Regions from separate parts of the Pan troglodytes genome. Here region 2 is linked to region 1. Evidence: chromatin contacts called from public Hi-C data. All regions are on one chromosome and are shown on one strand. Each heading gives the region's core, a stretch centred on a gene start, on an enhancer-like site or on the middle of the called end of the contact. The rest is flanking DNA. Distances are from core to core; before and after follow the strand shown.

Region 1 (2,710 bases), core at 141-2,640:
CCAGGCCCCACCTTCCTCCCGTGTCCAGCACCCCCCAACAAAAGCATCCCAACTGAACAGCCAACACTTGTGGCTCCTTCCTACAAGTGCTGGGTCTCCACAGCTTTCCTCGCAAATCGAAGCTAACAGGAGCCCCGATTTGCAGACCAGGAAATGGAGACCCCGAACGAAACAACTTGGTCGGGGTCACCCTCGCCAGCCGGGACACTCTAGAGCTAAAACTCGCGACTTATCATTCGGAGAGGGGTCCCTGAAGCATTGCGGGCGCCCTACTGGAAGCGCAGACCCCGGCCTGCCTCCCCTAATCAGGGCGCAGCGGGAGAGCCGGCCGGGCCGGGGCGGGCACCAGGCCGGGTGCCAGAGCGCTTGGCCGGCCCGGAGGTGTCCGCTTCCGCCCGGGGCTGGCACCGCCGGCCCATTCATCGTGGCCGCGGGCGGGGCGGGCCCCGGGCGCCCTCGTCCCCCCGCCGGGAGCCCTCGAGCTAGGCTCCGCGCAGCCCAGCCGGGGAAACGGTGGCCCCGGCCCCGCCGCCAGGGGGAGCAGGGAGCCGCCTCCCGCACTCCGGGAAGTTGCCACCGCGGCCGCCCGGCGTCCGTACCATGGACAGACCCGGTCCCTGCGCCGCGAGCCCTGCGACCCCGGCCCACCCCGTCGGGGACCGTCCCAGCCCCGCGAAGCGCCAGCGGGCCGCGGCCCAGGACCGGCGCGCTCGGCCCGTGGGCCCCCATTCAATCCCGCCCTCCTCCCCTCGGCCGGCCTCCGCCGCCTTCCGCCCGCACCCCCACCCCTCCGGCCCGGACTCCAGCCCGGCAACGTCATCCGGCGGCTTCCCGAAACTTAACCCCTTCCTCCGCCAGCTGTGCGCCGCCCCGCCCCGCCGCCAACTTTCTTCGCCCAACTTCGGAGCGCGCTGGCCGGCCCGACGGCCCTGCCGGGAGGGAGGGAGGCAGGGAGCGGTCGCCACGTCGCGCCCGCCTGCCGCCGCAGCTCCCCCGACGGCGAGGGCCGCGGGGTCCACACCACGGGGCGCGCCCTGCCTACGCCCCGGTACGGCGCTTGCCCGGCACCCCCGCCCCGAGTCCGACCCCGACCCCGATGGTGCACGGCCGCGGCGGCGGGCGGCGGGCGGCGGGCGGGCCGGGGGAGGGGCCGCCGAGGAGACGTGTCACTCGCGGCGCAGCGCGGCCGGCCCCGGCCCCCCGACGGCCCAGCCCGCGCGCGGCCGCTGCAGGGCCCGGCCAAGTTTCTTACCTGCAGCCAGAGACGCGAGAGGGAAAGCGAGAGGGCAGGAGCCGCCGCCTTCGCAGCCGCCGCGGAGCCGGGAGAGAGGAGCCGGCCAAGCCTCCGCCAAGAAACCGCCCCCGAGCAGCTGTAGACGCTGCGACCCTGACGCCGCCCGCCCCGTCTGCCGTCCGCTCCGGCCGCTTGCTGGCTGCGTGCGCGCGTGTGGAGTCGTGGCACTTTCTGCCTCAGAGCTGGCGAACGGCCCCCTCCGCCGGGATCGCCGCCTCCTGCCTTCCCCACCCGGGCCAGCCATTCATCGAGCCGCCTCTTTCCATTGGTCCGCACCCCGCCACTCTGCCGGTCGCTGGCCAGTCAGGACGCGGGTGGCCGAGCCGCGGCGGCGGCCATTGGGCAGAGAGGAGGGTCTCCACCTCGGCCAATGGGAGAGGGGAGGAGCTGCGGGGAGGTGAAGGGGGCAGGGCCGGGAGAGGCGGGGCCGAGCGGCGCGGCGCTCGGCCGTGCGCGGGGCGGAGCGGAGCAGGAACGCCCCGCCCACCGAGGGGGGGGTCTCCGGCCAGCTCCGCCCACTCTGGGCCCGCGGCTCTCCCAGCAGTCTCTGACTAGGATCCGGCTCTGCCTAGGCGGGAAGCAGAAGGTTCGGGTCCCGGCGGCCCCGGGCCTGCGCCTCTGGATACCGCTGGGCTGACATGGCGGTGGCTGAACAGGGTTGCGCAACCGCGAACAGCCAAGGAAGCTGCTTTATTTAAACCCAACTAACTTCCCCCGAAGCAGCGCCCCCTCGGGCCGCCGGGTATGAGGACAAGCTCTGCTGGGGGTCAGCCCAGGGAGAGCAAGTTCTTATCATCAAAGAGATTGCAATCAGCACCAGAAGGAATTTCCTTGAGTAAATGGAGGAATTGGGGTGAAAGAGCCAGAAAGTGCACGAGGAATTGAAGCGGATGTCATCGCCCTCGTTGTTAGGGAGGGTACAACTGAGGCACGGTCTATTTAAGATACTCAACCAAATCACAGCCGGCAGAGCAATAATTACAATCCACTCTGTGGCGTTTTATTCCATGCGTTGGGGAAGGTGAGAGGTTCTAACCTAAGAAAACTCATCCGTGTCCCACAAAACGGAGCAACTGGTACTTCCTCATTCCCTGACTTTCTCCCCAATGTCAGCCGACACTCAGTCTTCATAATTAGTCAAGTCTTTAAATTAAAATAATTTTAGGCTTGATTTTTAACCATTATGTCAGCGTCTCTTAAAGCCAACCCTTTGAACTTGAGCCAAAGCCAGCTTCTTTGGAATTTTGGATTCTGAGCAACCAAAGGCTGCCTAGACTGCCCCACATCACTTCCCTAGCTCCCGTTGCTGCAGAATCCCGTGCCTAACATCTATTTCTTGGACAATTTTCAATCTTCCCTGTCCCCATTTGTCACTAGTACTGTACTAGCTGTTGTTAGAAAGATGTGAAAAATACA
Region 2 (2,710 bases), core at 101-2,600, 210 kb after region 1:
GGGAAGCACAGGCAGCCCTTTCCGCCGCCCCCGCTGGCATGACATCACCTTCCCCACGCCGAGAAGCTGAAGTCTTTCTCATTTTGTTTCATGCTCCAAGCGCAGCTTTAAAAACCTTTCCTGGAGGTGGGGAGGGAAAATACCCAAAATATTAGCCGTGGCTACAGCTGGGTGTAGGATGCAGGGAGTTACTGTTTCCTTCTTTATACGTTTGTATTTTCCACAATGACCACATTCTATTTTTTATAGTCAGGAAAACGAATGAGTGTTTTTTAAGTAAGCAATTTAGAAGCCTATTTGGTTGCCTTCAGCATTTTTCAGGGCCTCAGCTCGTTTCTGGAGCCAGCTTTTCAGCCGCTCTTCTCTCCGTTCTCTCGCTCTCTGAGTGGAATTCTCTGCCTTCCACCCTTTGCTTCTGTCCTTTGAAAATGTGAGCGAAGCACAGTTGCTTGTGCAAACCACACCAGCCTCCTGAGATCCTCTCGATTTTCCTTCTCACTGGGAATATTTTTCATCAGAATGTATTCTCCCAAACTAAGAAAGGGACCTCATGTCCCCGCTGATCTGATGCACTGAGAACACAGCATCATTTTCCCAGTATTCTTGCCAAAAATACACAACCTGAGGCTTATCATGAGGAAACATCAGGCAGACCCAAACTGAGGGACATTCTACAAGAAAACTGCGTGGACTCTTCAAAAATGTCAAGGTCAGGAAAGACAAAGAAAGCCCAAGGAACTGCCGCCGATTGGAGGAGATTAGAGACAGGGCAACCAACTGCAGCACGTGATCTGGGATATTGTGTTGCTATAAAGGACATTACTGGGACAGTTGGTGACATCTAAATCTGAATACCGTCTGTAGATTAGCTAATTGTATTGAATCAGTGTTCGTTTCCTGACTTAGTCACTGCACTGTGGCTGTGTAGCAGAATGTCCTTTACTTTTTAGGAATTATACACTGAAGCTTTGGGAGATAGAGGGCATCACATCTGCAATTTACTCTTATGATTCAGAAAAATATATATATTTGTACACACAGACAGAGAAAACAGTAAGGCAAATGTGGCAAAAATGTTAATATTTGGGGAATCTTGATGAAGAGTTTAAAAAAAAAATCCCTTTGTTCTGTTCTTAGAATTTTTCTGTAAGTCCCTTTGCTTCTGACCTCTGGGTTAATGCAGCTGACACAACAGCCTGACTCCTAGGCTGACTGCTGACTAATTCTTTGCTTGATGCTCTTGACCTTGGACTGTGTCCTCCCCCGATTTAGCCCCTGTAGAGACAGTGAGCAGGAAGACTAGTTTGGTGAATAATAAATCCGCTGTCACTGCCACCATCACCACCAGCAGGGGCAGAGGGACTTTTGCTGAGCCCTCACTATGTAAGTCAATGCTCCCATACCCTGAGTGATGTACACAGTACTTCACTCAGTCCTCACAGTAGTCTTCTGAGGTTGCCATTACAATCCCCAATCTACAGATGAAGAAACTGAGGCTCAGAGATGAACTCACTTACCTAACGTCACAGCAGCTATTAAGTGGCAAGGCCAGAATTGACCCACAAATCTCTAGAACTCCACAGTCTTACACTAATCTGCCCTGACACTGGTAAGGAGACTGACTGGCTGTACTCTGTTCTGATATTTTCTCTCCTGATTCTCCTTTGCTGAAATAATAGAAACAAAAATAATTGTACCAGCCATAAAAAAATGAAATCCTGTCATTTTCAACAACATGGATGAACTTGGAGGACATCATATTAAGTGAAATAAGCCAGACACAGAGAGACAAATACTGCATGATCTCACTCATATGTGGAATCTAAAAAAAAAAAAAAAAATTGATCTCATAGAAGAAGAGTCAGAGAGTCCAACAGTGGTTACCAGAGCCTGGGAAGGGCAGGGGAGAGGGGAGGATGGGGAGAGGTCGGTCGACAGGTACAAATTACAATTAGATGGGAGGCATAAATTCTGGGGTTCTGTTACACAGTAGGGTGGCTATGGTTAACAGTAAGATATTGTATATTACAAAATAGCTAGAAGAGAGGCTTTTGAATGTTCTCACCACAAGGGAATGATAAATGCATAAGGTGATTGATATGCTAACTACCCTAATTTGACCATTATACAATATATGTATTAAAATATCAAACTGCACCCCATACCTATGTACAATGATAATGTGTCAATTATTTAAACTAATTAATTTAAAAAAATTATTATAAAGCTATGCTGCTCCATAGAGTGACCACATGTAGCTGTTTAAATTTAATAAGGCTGGGCATGATGGCTCATGCCTGTTATCCCAGCACTTTGGCAAATCAAAGCAGAGAATTGCCTGAGGCCATGTGTTCAAGACCAGCCTAGGCAACACAGTGAGATCCATCCCTAGAAAAAATAATTTTAAAATTAGCTGGGCGTGGTGATGCTTGCCTATAGTCCTAGCTTGACTGGGACTTTGAGGCTGCAGTGAGCTATGGCACGCCACTGCACTCCAGCCTGGGCAACCAAGCTGAGCTCTGTCTCTAAAAATTAATCAGTTAATTAATTAATTAATTAGAATTAAGTAAAATCTGAAATTCAGTTCCTCAGTCTCACTAGCCACATTTCAACTGCTGATTAGCTCCACGTGGCTTGTGGCTACAATTATTGGACAGAGCAGATTGTAAAACATTTCTAACACGGCAAAAAGTTCTATTGGACAATGCCG

The links. A called contact is a pair of places that touch in the nucleus more often than the background predicts.
Region 2: a contact with region 1 is called in a Hi-C map of a lymphoblastoid cell line, with 2.4 times the contacts expected there. The contact joins the enhancer-like site here to the promoter of RRBP1 in region 1. A contact is called at or near these places in 4 of 7 Hi-C or Micro-C datasets (induced pluripotent stem cells, a lymphoblastoid cell line and stem cell-derived neural progenitor cells) and 1 of 1 datasets of contacts at active chromatin or transcription factors (stem cell-derived excitatory neurons).

Annotation. Positions count from the first base shown.
Region 1 is chr21:24,198,736-24,201,445 of NHGRI_mPanTro3-v2.0_pri, forward strand. It overlaps RRBP1 (ribosome binding protein 1), which reads right to left and starts at 1,391. Exons shown (of 26, transcript XM_063803129.1): 1 at 1,253-1,391.
Region 2 is chr21:24,412,866-24,415,575 of NHGRI_mPanTro3-v2.0_pri, forward strand. It overlaps LOC129138238 (a long non-coding RNA gene), which reads right to left. Exons shown (of 2, transcript XR_008541383.2): 2 at 1-120. Among named protein-coding and RNA genes, the nearest start is that of SNX5, 72 kb to the right of the region's middle. Within about 2 kb of position 1,351, at least 8 of the 24 cell types and tissues checked have an H3K27ac peak or open chromatin away from gene starts, as enhancers often do. A contact at or near this core is called in a lymphoblastoid cell line and stem cell-derived neural progenitor cells, where this site is marked.